Linked DNA regions of Hordeum vulgare: region 2 is linked to region 1. A link is a contact called in public Hi-C data. All regions are on one chromosome and are shown on one strand. Each heading gives the region's core, a stretch centred on a gene start, on an enhancer-like site or on the middle of the called end of the contact. The rest is flanking DNA. Distances are from core to core; before and after follow the strand shown.

Region 1 (5,824 bases), core at 1,195-3,694:
CGCTGGCCAGCACTGGTGAATGGTGATCGAACCGTCTCGTGATTTTGTGGAGTAACCGGTGGCGCCGTACGTGCTTGTTGCATTCGAGGACCTGTTGCTGGACACATCGGACCCCCCTATCACCGAGCGGCTTGGTATGCTCGCCACGGGGATGCCAGGTGACTAATCGTCTCTGCTTGCAGTTCTAATCTCATGTGTGATAATGCTGTGCACGACAATTTGATCCCATTGGTAATTCATACGCAGCTGCATTGCGATTTGCGAGATCGAGTAGTAGTTTACCATTGGCCGGTTTTGTTTTCCACCCTGAAGTACTTCCTAGAACACTCTGTATACACATTCATTCTACTGTGCACTTCTAGGATGCGTGGCAGACCTGTGAGTAATTTTTGTTTTTCAACTTAGATCAGGTTGGGTACTAGTAGTACTGTGATTTGTGAATGATGATCCATTTGAAAAGTCCCAAAGGACCAAAACCGTGGGCATAAATCATACGCACTATTTTTATAATATTTAAATATATTTTAAAATGCCACGTATTATTTTTATAATATTTAAATATATTTTGAAACACCACGTACTATTTTTATAATATTTAAATATATTTTGTGTTCACTTTTTGAAAAAGGGCAGCCTTTTTATTAGATTTTTCACTTTTATAAACTTTTTGTGTTCATTTTTTTGTTTTTTTTATTTTTTTAGACCATGGGCAGCCTTTTTTTAGCAGTCTAAAAAAAAATGGGCCGATCCAGCCCATCAGCCAGCCGAATCCCCGTTGACATTTCTCCCGTTAGCATTTTTGCGTCTCAAGGTCCGATTTAGACCGGGATCAGCCAACGACAGGGATTTGGACTTGAGGGTTTGATTCGCCGAACCTCTATGAATTCAGGGTTTAAAATAAACTTTTTCCTAATGGATATAGATGTATTGTTCATGGCTCTTCTCCTTGTGTTTTCTTTCACCAACAAACAATATTTCTTCATGCGAGCGTGTGGACAGAATTGAATTACAATTTGTTACAATATATGGGAGAGATCAAACTTGTACATATTTGTATATTTTTTTTCAAAATGGAATTTATATTAGGCTTTGTTTGTCTGAATTATGTGAGTTACAGTCATGTATGTTTCATGGTTGTGGTTACTATTTTTTAGAGCTTTGCTTAGGCGTGTTTGTATAGTGGGTCATGAGCTCAGCGCCATCCTCGTCTCCGGCAGCCAGACCATTGTTCTCTCCTATGAGGCTGTGACCACATGCTCCAGAGGTGCCGCTCAGCGGTTGTGAAGGTTTTCGCCTGGTTCTTCATATTTAACCGGACAGTCTGGTTTTCGTTTGGTTTTTTCTAATTAATCGAACAACTCTTTTTTCTTAATGAATGCAGGATAACTAAACCTGTGCATAGTCCGGGCAGGGCCGGGTTTCGGGCCGGGCTTTAAAAAGCCCGAACGGGAAAACTTAGGCCCGAGCCCGGCCTGGCCCAGCCGTCGGGCCCGAACCCAGCCCGAACATGCAAAGCCCGGTAAAGCCCGACAGGCCCGGCCCGATCTAGGCTTAAAAAATACGTTTTGCAAGCCCGAGCCCGGCCTGGTCTGCTCTTCGGGCTTACTTTTCAGGCCCGAGCCCGGCCCGATGGCACGATCAGGCCTGGCCCGGCCCGGAATTTTCGGGTCGGGCCGGCCGGGCCGGGCTGCCCATGCCCAGATGTAAGGATAAGTGCCATTTCGAAAAACATGCGCTGGAGGCTGTACCCCAGCCAGAGACGTGAGGGAACCTCCTTGTCGCCCTCAGGCTGCGATCAAGTCGGAGGATCCTGAGGGGGGGGAGTAGCTGTGATCACATTGCCTCTGCTCTTCTCGGTTTGAAGTTTCCATTCCTTTCTGCAGATTTTGTGTTTGGTTTTCAAAAATAAATTTAGAAGTTAAATGCCCAGTTGACAATCTGAAGGTTGCTACAAGATGCCGTAAGTAGTGAAGGGAAGGAGCGAGCGAGCCTGTTGTTGCATCCCCTTGCTAGTGAAATAAGCGTCTGAATATATGCAATAATTGGATGATTTAGGTACAGAAGCTCACGGCCACATGCTTGAACTGAACCAAAGATGGGTTATGCTATTTATTTTTATTTCACACTACACTTTTGGAGGTTCCATGCTTGTGGGCAAGAATTGGCATTCAATCCTAGACATGGACTGACTGATTTGGGCGTTGGACTTGAGCCGCGCAGCTGGTTGGCTTTGTGTTAGCAGACAGTTACAACCACATACATCCTCTCAGCAGTCTCAGTCATCAGCCATGACTTTACCTGCAATCACACCCCTGTGGGGCTAGGAATTGGGATAGCCAAGAGTGTTTCCTCTCATTACTGCTAGGTTTGATATTTTCCTCACATATAACCCCCCGCGACTGCGACGGCACTGAAATATATTCACCTTTTTTTCTCCTATGATAACTTTGATCTATGTGCACATTACCTACTTCTAAAGGCAATACATAAAACATTCTGCCCGCTGCAATGGTGCTGCTGAAATTCTTCCATATTTCCGTTTGCTTGCTAGTATGCACAGCCAAGGAGACCAACCAGGAAGCAGAAGCACTACTCCGATGGAAGTCCACTTTGATTGGCACCAACTTGCTGTCCTCTTGGTCGATTACCAACTCTACATGCTCTTGGTTCGGCGTCACCTGTGATGCTGCCGGACATGTTACCGAGCTCCAACTTCATAACGCGGGGCTCCATGGTACGCTTCACGCCTTCTACTCTGCAGCGTTACAGAACCTCACTCTGCTAGATCTTTACAACAATAATCTTGTTGGCGTCGTACCAGCAAATATCTCCATGTTGTCCTCCCTCAGTATTCTGGACTTGAGCTATAACAATCTTGCTGGTGCCATTCCCTATCAACTTAGTAAGCTTCCAATGATTGTTGAGTTAGATTTGGGAAACAACCACTTGACCAACCCGGAATATGCCAAGTTTTCACCTATGTCCACTTTGAAGTTGCTATCTCTAGCTAATAATGACCTCAATGGTACCTTCCCACAATTCATCCTCAACTGCTCCAGTCCTAGTATGAGGTCTCTAGATTTATCGGGTAACTCCTTCTCAGGGCCGTTACCAGATTCATTGTCTGAGATGGTTCCAAGATTGCGGTATCTGAATTTATCCTCTAATGGATTCTCTGGCTCCATACCCTGCTCACTCTCAAGGCTCCAAAAGCTCAAGTGGCTATATCTCAACTCAAATAATCTCACAGGAGGAATCCCCAAAGAGCTTGGGATGATAACTGGATTGAGAATGCTTTCTCTGTACAACAACTCACTTGGTGGGTCGATCCCAGCCTCACTTGGGAAGCTTCAGTTGCTACAGCGGCTCAACATTGGAAACACTGATTTGATTTCTAGTCTTCCGCCCGAGCTGGGGAATCTTACCAGTCTTGAACACATGTTACTGGAAGGGAACCATTTGTTTGGAAGCTTGCCACCATCTTATGGCAGACTGCGGAATTTGCAATATTTTGACATAGGGAACAACAAAATCAATGGTTCCATTCCACAAGATATTTCTGCAAACTGGACCAAAATGAAGGGTTTTGATGTATCCAACAACTGGTTAACCGGAAGCATCCCCCCACAGATCAGCAAGTGGAAGGAGCTTGTCTTTCTTGCCCTGTACAACAACAATTTTTTTGGCTCGATCCCAGTGGAGATGGGAAGCATGCGGAACTTGCAACTATTGTCCTTGTACAAGAATCACATAACTGGAACAATACCGTCAGATATCGGTAATGCGACATCTTTGAAATTCCTTGACATCAGCTTCAACCATCTTGAGGGTGAGCTTCCTGCAGCCATCGCGTTGTTGGTAAATCTTGTTGTCCTTGACTTGTCTAGCAACAAGTTTACAGGTACCATTCCTAATCTTGATAGCAGGAAGTTGGCAGTTCTTAAGGTGGCTGAGAATAGCAGCTTCTTGGCAGAACCATTGTCTGCCTTTTGTCAACTAAAACATTTGCGACTCTTGGGTCTATCAAATAATAAGTTAATTGGGCAGCTTCCTGGTTGCTTGTGGAACTTGAAAGATTTACAATCCTTAGATTTGTCAAGCAATGCTTTTTCTGGGGAAGTTTCAACCTCAACTTACTACAGTACTTCCCTAAGATTGTTGCAGTTGTCGAACAACAAGTTCACAGGTTACTTTCCAGCAGTCATGAAGAACTTCAAAAACCTTGTTATTTTAGATCTCGGGAACAATGAGTTTTCTGGTGCAATTCCTCCGTGGATAGGGGAAAGAAAACGTCTGCTGAGGATCCTTGGACTGCGATCAAACATGTTCTCTGGAAGTATTCCGTGGCAGCTATCACAACTCCCCCATCTGCAGTTACTTGATCTAGCTGAAAATAACTTGGTAGGCACCATACCACAAAGTTTTGCATTTTCCCCTTCAATGAGACAGCCAGACATGATGCAGCCGGTTCTAACAATCAACATACGATCGACCACCTTTGGATATTTTTACAATGGCAGCATGGACATAGTTTGGAAGGGACGGGAGCATACATTTCGGGGAAGAGATGCATTTGTGACTGGTATTGATCTCTCCAGCAATTCTCTATCTGGTGAAATCCCTTCAGAGTTGACAAATCTTAGAGGCATCCAGTTTCTAAATATGTCAAGAAATCATCTATTTGGTGGTATCCCGAAGGACATTGGCAATCTGAAGTTGTTAGAATCCTTTGACCTCTCGTGGAACAAACTATCAGGTGCAATTCCTTCTAGCATATCGAACTTGTTATTCCTCAGCTCTCTTAATCTCTCGAACAACCTTCTATCCGGAGAGATACCTACAGGCAATCAACTCCGAACACTGGATGACCCATCAATTTATAGCAACAACCTGGGACTTTGTGGCTCTCTGTTGAACATTTCATGTAAAAATGGAACAGATGGGGGAACAGAACAACATGAACAACTTGAGACCATTTGGATGTACTACTCAGTGATTGCTGGAACAGTTTTTGGTTTGTGGTTATGGTTTGGTATGTTATTTTTCTGGAAGCTGTGGCGATGTGCTTTCTTAAGTTGCATCGATGCCATGCAACAGAAGGTTACGAAGGGGATGCATATCTGGAAGTACAGAAAGCTGTCCAAGTATTGAATGTATCAGTTGACTTGACATATTCTGTTTCAAGGTTCAAGACAAGCATGCCATGTATTGGCATGCGATTTCTGTTATGCCGAACTTTTATATCTGAATAAGTTTGTTGTATAGCTTTATCACTTTTGCTTCGGTAGACACCCCCTCCACAAAACATAGAAGGAAAAACGTATATCCATCTCGTATTGTATACTATAGGCCACCGTACATATACAATGTATATGTTGAGTAAATAGGCAATTTTCCGAATAGATTAATCCATGAAATAATTACTAACATGGCATTGACTAGGTTCATGACATACTGATCACGGAGTATACTAGCAAGTACTACGCATATAGCAGAAACATCTACGCATATAGACAGTACTACTAGTGCAGACAGAAACAGGAGAGAGATAAACATATCATATCCTCCGATCGGCCAATTGGCCGTAGCAGCAGCGGTGGCGGCGGCGGCATCCTCTGCCGCCTTCTTCTCGGCTTCGGCCTTCTCGCGGACGAGACGGTCAGCTTCGCTTGGTGAAGACATGGCGATGACGAGGGCGACGCGGACGTAGACGAAGCAGACGGACGGAGGCGAGCAGTCGCGTGATCGCTCCCCAAAAACCTAATCGCCCCTCTCCCGTACAGGAACCAGAGAGGCGGGGTTTCGGAGGCCTGCTCTCCCGTCG
Region 2 (5,824 bases), core at 1,393-3,892, 110 kb after region 1:
GCTTCAACGATCTCTGGTGCTCAGGAGGCTTTGCAACGGGGAATCACCTCCGTGCAACTACACCGTTAACGACCGAGACTACAACATGAGATACTATCTCGCCGATGGCATATGTCCTCAGTGGGCTGCATTTGTGAAGACCATATCCGAACCACATGGCAAAAAACAAAAGCACTTCACAACAATGCATTAATCAGCTAGGAAGGATGTGGAGAGGGCTTTTGGAGTGCTGCAAGCGTGTTGAGGAATTGTTCGTGGGGCTGCAATGATGTGGGAACAAGAAACTTTGTGGCAATTGATGACATGTTGTGTTATTTTGCACAATATGATCATCGAGGATGAGGGTGATGGTGTAGCCCAAACCAACGATTTTGAAACACCTGGAATACAAGTTGAAATCCCCGAAGATCAAGATGCAATGCATCTTATGAACTTTTTTTTGAGATGCATCAGAATCTCCGAGATCATCACGTGCACACACAACTACTCAATGATCTGATGGTCTAGACATGGACCCATAATAGAAATCAAAGAGCAGACGATCGATCATTCACTTCAAATAAAATTGATGTAAACCCTTTTTATGTTCGGTACCAACATCTATTATACATGCAACCTTTTATTTTTGGATGATCTACGTGCATGGCTTTGTATGGATTTTAGAGTCCGGATATGAGGTATGTGGATGCACGGAACGAAATATGAGGAGCCGTCCGGATGCGTCCGCGGACGTGCCCTATGCATGAAATGAATTTTGTCATATTACCCATAGCAATGCATCGGCCGTAGTCCGACCCTAATACCGACTGGCTCAGTCGTGCTTGGGCGATATTTTTATATGATTTTTTTTAGCAAAATCACTAATTAAAGGGCCCCTTATAAAAATCACTTTCATCTTTGTGCTGACAAATTGTGTATTGCATATGCGTCACTTGTCGTAACCTAAGTGTTTTCCCTTTTCCTCCTAGATTTTTTTTTTCAAAATATTTTATCTTTTAATTCATGCATAAAAAACATGAATTTCACCGTTAGTTTTTTAGGAATTTTTTTTTTGCCACTCTAGATTTTGCCAAAAAAATTATGCCACTTCAGAATTTGACATTTCACTTTTGTCACTCTTAGCTTTTGACAATTATCACAATTGCCACTCAGTGGAAAAATCAAAATAATTTTATTTCACTATTGCCACTCTTAGCTTTTGAGAATTATCACAATTGTCACTCTGAAATTTTTGTTTTTGCCACGAAAATGACAAATGTGATAATGGTTAAAAACTAAGAGTGGAAAAAGTGAAATGTCAAAAATTATAGTGGCATAAGGAAAATTGACAAAATCTAGAGTGGCAAAAACAAAATTTCCCCTAGATTTTTCTCGATAGATCTTCTAAACAAGATCTCGTGTTAATAGGTTTCAATGATTTTGTTTTCGCAGAAGAAATCTGGAATAGAAAAAAAATGAAAACCCAATAAATCATAAACTGAAAAAAATAAAGCGGTAAATATTAGAAAACTAGAAAATAAAAATAAAAAATACAATCAAACTATCTAAATGCAGAAAGGGTGTATAAAGGGCTGGGCGCGTTTGCATCTATTCCGCGCCTCAAAAACCGTATAATCTGTGCCCTATGCACGGAATAGGATTCGCTGTATTGCCCACAACACTAGTTTTTTTTACAGGATAGCGCTCACTGTAGGCTGGTTTTTACATGATTTCATGCGGTCTTCTAAGTGTATATTTGAGAAACACGAGTTTTTCGATTTTAGTGCATTTTCTGTTTTTTTCCTGATTCTTGTTTGGTTTACATTTTATTTCAAATAAATACAGTATAACATTTGCATGCTTCCTCTTGAAGTTTGTTTTGTCCTTTTTATGTTTATTCGTTCAGTTAGAAGAACACATTTTTATACACTATCCTACTTCCTCCGTTCCTAAATATAAGTCTTTTAGAAAATTTCATTAGATGACTACATACAAAGTAAAATGAGTAAATCTATACTCTAAAATATATGTATATACATTCGTATGTAGTTTTTTAATAGAATCGCCAGAAAGACTTATACTTCCTCCGTCTCACAATTCTTGTCGTAGATTTGTTTAGATATGAATGCATCTAGTCAAGTTTTAGTATTTAGATACATTAATTTTTAGAAAAAGTTAAGACAAGAATTTTGAGACGGAGGGGGTATCTGGCAAACGAACTGAGCTTCTTTATCCAGAATTCGATCTTTTGTTTATGAGAAACCTTCAGAATTCGATCTCTGTGTGTGTGTGTGAGAGAGAGTGGCCCCTTCACTGGGCCTGGCCGAAGGCCCAACTGTTTTTGAGGGAGGCCGAAGGCCCAACTTAGTTTACTGACTTCTTTCTTCATGCTTGTCTGCCGATCGGTGCACCTCGCCGCCCCGCTTCGGCGGCCGGCAGTGCCGCCGTCGACCTCTCCCGCCGCCGCGCGGCGTTGGAGCACCCCCTACCAAAACACGAGATAATTCCGCCCCGCCTCCCACCACAGCCCCGCACCACCTCGCCTACCACCACCGCCCCGCACGAGCGCCCATTCGCCAACCCTCGTCGGGGCCGCCGGTCGACAGAGCAGCCACGGCCACGAGTCTCTGGGAAAGGTACGCATTTCTTAGGCCGTCTCTTCAATCTTAAATCTGATTGTTTTTTAGTACAATGGGAGTGGAAAGAGATATGCGACCTCGTTATGTCTTCATCTGTAAAACGGGGCAGATTCATTGGCCGCCTTATTTATTTAATTCGGCAATTGCTATATGAAAGTGATATCTGTTTGTCTGAGGTGTGGTGTCCTTATCTTATACTGTATACATGTGGTCTGATCAATCAAGATGTTGACCCCGTTCCACGCGTTCTGTTGACAGGGAATTTGTGCACTCCTTTCGTCTTCTTTTCCAAAGTCACAATCGATTTCCCAGACAGATGTTACCAAGTCCAACTAAATCATTAAAATAGTAATCGATTTTACCAAGTCCAACTATAACCATATATTCAGACAAATTTCAACAGATGAAATAGCAATGTACTACTCCTTTCGTAAATAAATATAAAAACATCTAAATCATTAAAATAGTAATGATCTAGACGCTTTTATATTTCTTTACACAGAAAGTACCATCTATTGCCGGCAACACTCTTGCAACAACTTCTCGATTACTGAAGTGATCGCCTTCATTCCAGAGTGGCTTCTTCGGATTACGAGTCTACTGAAGTGATCGCCTCTTGTGGATGAAGTTATGCCCTGAATGACGGCCTCGGTGTTACAAATATTGTAACATAGCGTAACAGTTTGACATCGATGCTCCAGATGTCTTTCAGTTTTTTGAGTTTCGCTGCGTGATTCATTTGTTTGTCGTATTCATCATTGCATCATTCATATTGCATCGATAATCCGACGCAGTATTTTTTGGAAGTTGCATCCGTTCGTAGTAGCTGGTTCTCTCCGTTCTCGTTGTTGATCGTTTCAAGACCAAACGCACAAACACGCGCCCGCGACATCATTAAAATATTTCTTTTAAAAATACGTATACAACTTTTTCAGAATGGGTTGAAAGTTGGCGTGCGGCCTTATTATATTATAGAAAACCACATGTCAAATTTTGTCGCATTCGGAAGTCGTTTGATACCCTAATGGATAAACCTATAGTGGCACTAACCGGTTAAATCTTTGGATGCTTTCAGTTTATACAAACTCTGTCACACGCCGCTCAATTCCTCTCTCGTCTCAGCCTAAGAGCCTCCTACACAGCCCACAACTCACCTAGGTACCCCCGTGTTCGGAGTCGTCCGATCGAGATCGAACGGCTCCAAAATGGGGCAAAAACTCCCTAAACCTAGACTCCTTCCCTATTTAAACACCTTCCCCTTCCTAAAATGGATCCCTACCTCCCTTCACCTCAAATCTCATGCGCCCCAAACCCAGCCGCCACGTGAACCGCACCGCCGCCTCCTATGCGCAGCCCTGCAACGGAGCGCCCGCATCTCCCCGTGCCCGAGCTCCCGTCCCGCGCCCGATCCCGCTCCTCCCGATCGGCCCCATCAGAGCATATGCCGTCGTCGGCCGACGCTGTCGCCATGCCCTACCTTCTGCGACCAGGCGAGGAGAGTGTTGCCGCACGCCTCTCTCCTTCTCCCGTTCTCTACCTCTCCCATAACTTCTCTCTCCTCTTTTCCTCCCGTAGATTCTCCATTGTCGTCAAAGGAGCTCAGGTTGCGCCTCGAAATTGCCGGAAATGGACGGATCATGGAGGCCCCGTCACAGATCCACTCTCCCTCTCCTTCCTCCCCTATTGATCATGCATATAATAATTCACAAACCATGCATCAGATTAAAATGAATTATATATGAAAAATGTTCACAATTTTGTGTAGATTAACAATATTCAACTTTATCCATGTTTAAAATGTGTAACATTGCTGTTTGCTTAAATTTGCTTAATGCCATGTTAAAAACGGTATATTTCATATCTTAATAACCGTAACTCTGATGCAAATGTTTTAGATATGTAACTTGTCTAAAAAAACATGTAGAATAACATGGTGCACTTTATTTTTCTGTTTAATTAATTTAAAATGTAAAATATGATTATGCAAAACAGGACCAAATTTATAATATGTATACGGGTTGTTTTGGAAATAATATAAGTTATTTTCAATCTTATTTAAAAACGCCTAGATAAATAGTGTAATTATGTTTCACCTCTTGCTATGTTTAACAACATATAAACTTGTCGTGTAAATAAACAAAAGTGAACTAAATGATTCGAATGTGGAGTATCGTTAATTTGCAACTCGTTGCATATTGAACTTCACTTAATATTTAGTATTTGATTGTTGTGCTTTTCCATGCCATGCATAATTAATTAGACATACAACATACTTGATTGTGCATCATGCCATGTATACGTTGTGGCGTTTACCATGTTACTTGTTCGTCTCCGGATTTGCTTCTCTCGCTAGAGTTCCGAAACCGTTCGAAGTGTGAGGATTCGTTCGACTACGCTTGTTTGTCTACTTCATGGATTCGTTCTACTTTGAAGCGGGATCTTAGGAAAGATGATTATTTTCCTGGATACCACTACTATCATTGCTATGCTAGCTATCTCGTTTCTATTGTTATGTCTCACTTCCTACAACTTGTTTGTCAAGCCTCCTAAAATGACATGATAAGCCTCTAACTGTCTGCATCCTAGCAAACTATTGTTTGACTAAGTTACCGCTTGCTCAACTCCCTCTTATAGCGTTGTTAGTTGCAGGTGCAGGTTGTTCCATGTGATAACAAGAATATCTTTGGGATATCACAATATTCTTGCTATTTAATTTAATGCATATGTATACTTGGTAAAAGTTGGAAGGCTGGGCCTTTTGCTCGGTGTTTTGTTCCACCTTTGCCGCCCTAGTTCCGTATACTGGTGTTATGTTTCATATTGAGCGCTCCTAACATGCTTGGGGTGTTACCCTACTACAGGAATGCCTAGCAGTGGCGGGCAAAAAAGGGCCAATAGTGGCGAGCGAGCCCCTTTGTGCCGCCCGCCACTGACCTCCTACCACTACTAATGGGGCATCAGTGGCGGGCGCCCGCCCGCCACTGGTAGGTCCCTACCTGTGGCGAGCAGCATGGCCGACCCGCTAGTGATGTCCATCTCGTGGTAGTGTCGGGCAGACATACCTATGGCGGGTCTTCCTCCTCGCCCGTCAGTAACGTGTGAAGTACGAGCGGCGGACAATTGCTATTGCCCGCCATTGATTGTTGCACCAGGCTAGAACAAAAATGATGCCATGGCAGCATATATTATAGTGCCGTCGCATCTTT

The links. A called contact is a pair of places that touch in the nucleus more often than the background predicts.
Region 2: a contact with region 1 is called in a Hi-C map of leaf, with 2.8 times the contacts expected there. The contact joins the enhancer-like site here to the promoter of LOC123405348 in region 1. A contact is called at or near these places in 2 of 6 Hi-C or Micro-C datasets (leaf and seedling).

Annotation. Positions count from the first base shown.
Region 1 is chr6H:94,882,169-94,887,992 of MorexV3_pseudomolecules_assembly, forward strand. LOC123405348 (probable leucine-rich repeat receptor-like protein kinase At1g35710) reads left to right here and starts at 2,445. Exons shown (of 2, transcript XM_045099072.1): 1 at 2,445-5,032; 2 at 5,101-5,270. The coding sequence starts at 2,509. The coding sequence ends at 5,252.
Region 2 is chr6H:94,995,154-95,000,977 of MorexV3_pseudomolecules_assembly, forward strand. No RefSeq gene overlaps it. Among protein-coding and RNA genes, the nearest start is that of LOC123405348, 110 kb to the left of the region's middle. Within about 2 kb of position 2,643, at least 3 of the 3 cell types and tissues checked have open chromatin away from gene starts, as enhancers often do. A contact at or near this core is called in leaf and seedling, where this site is marked.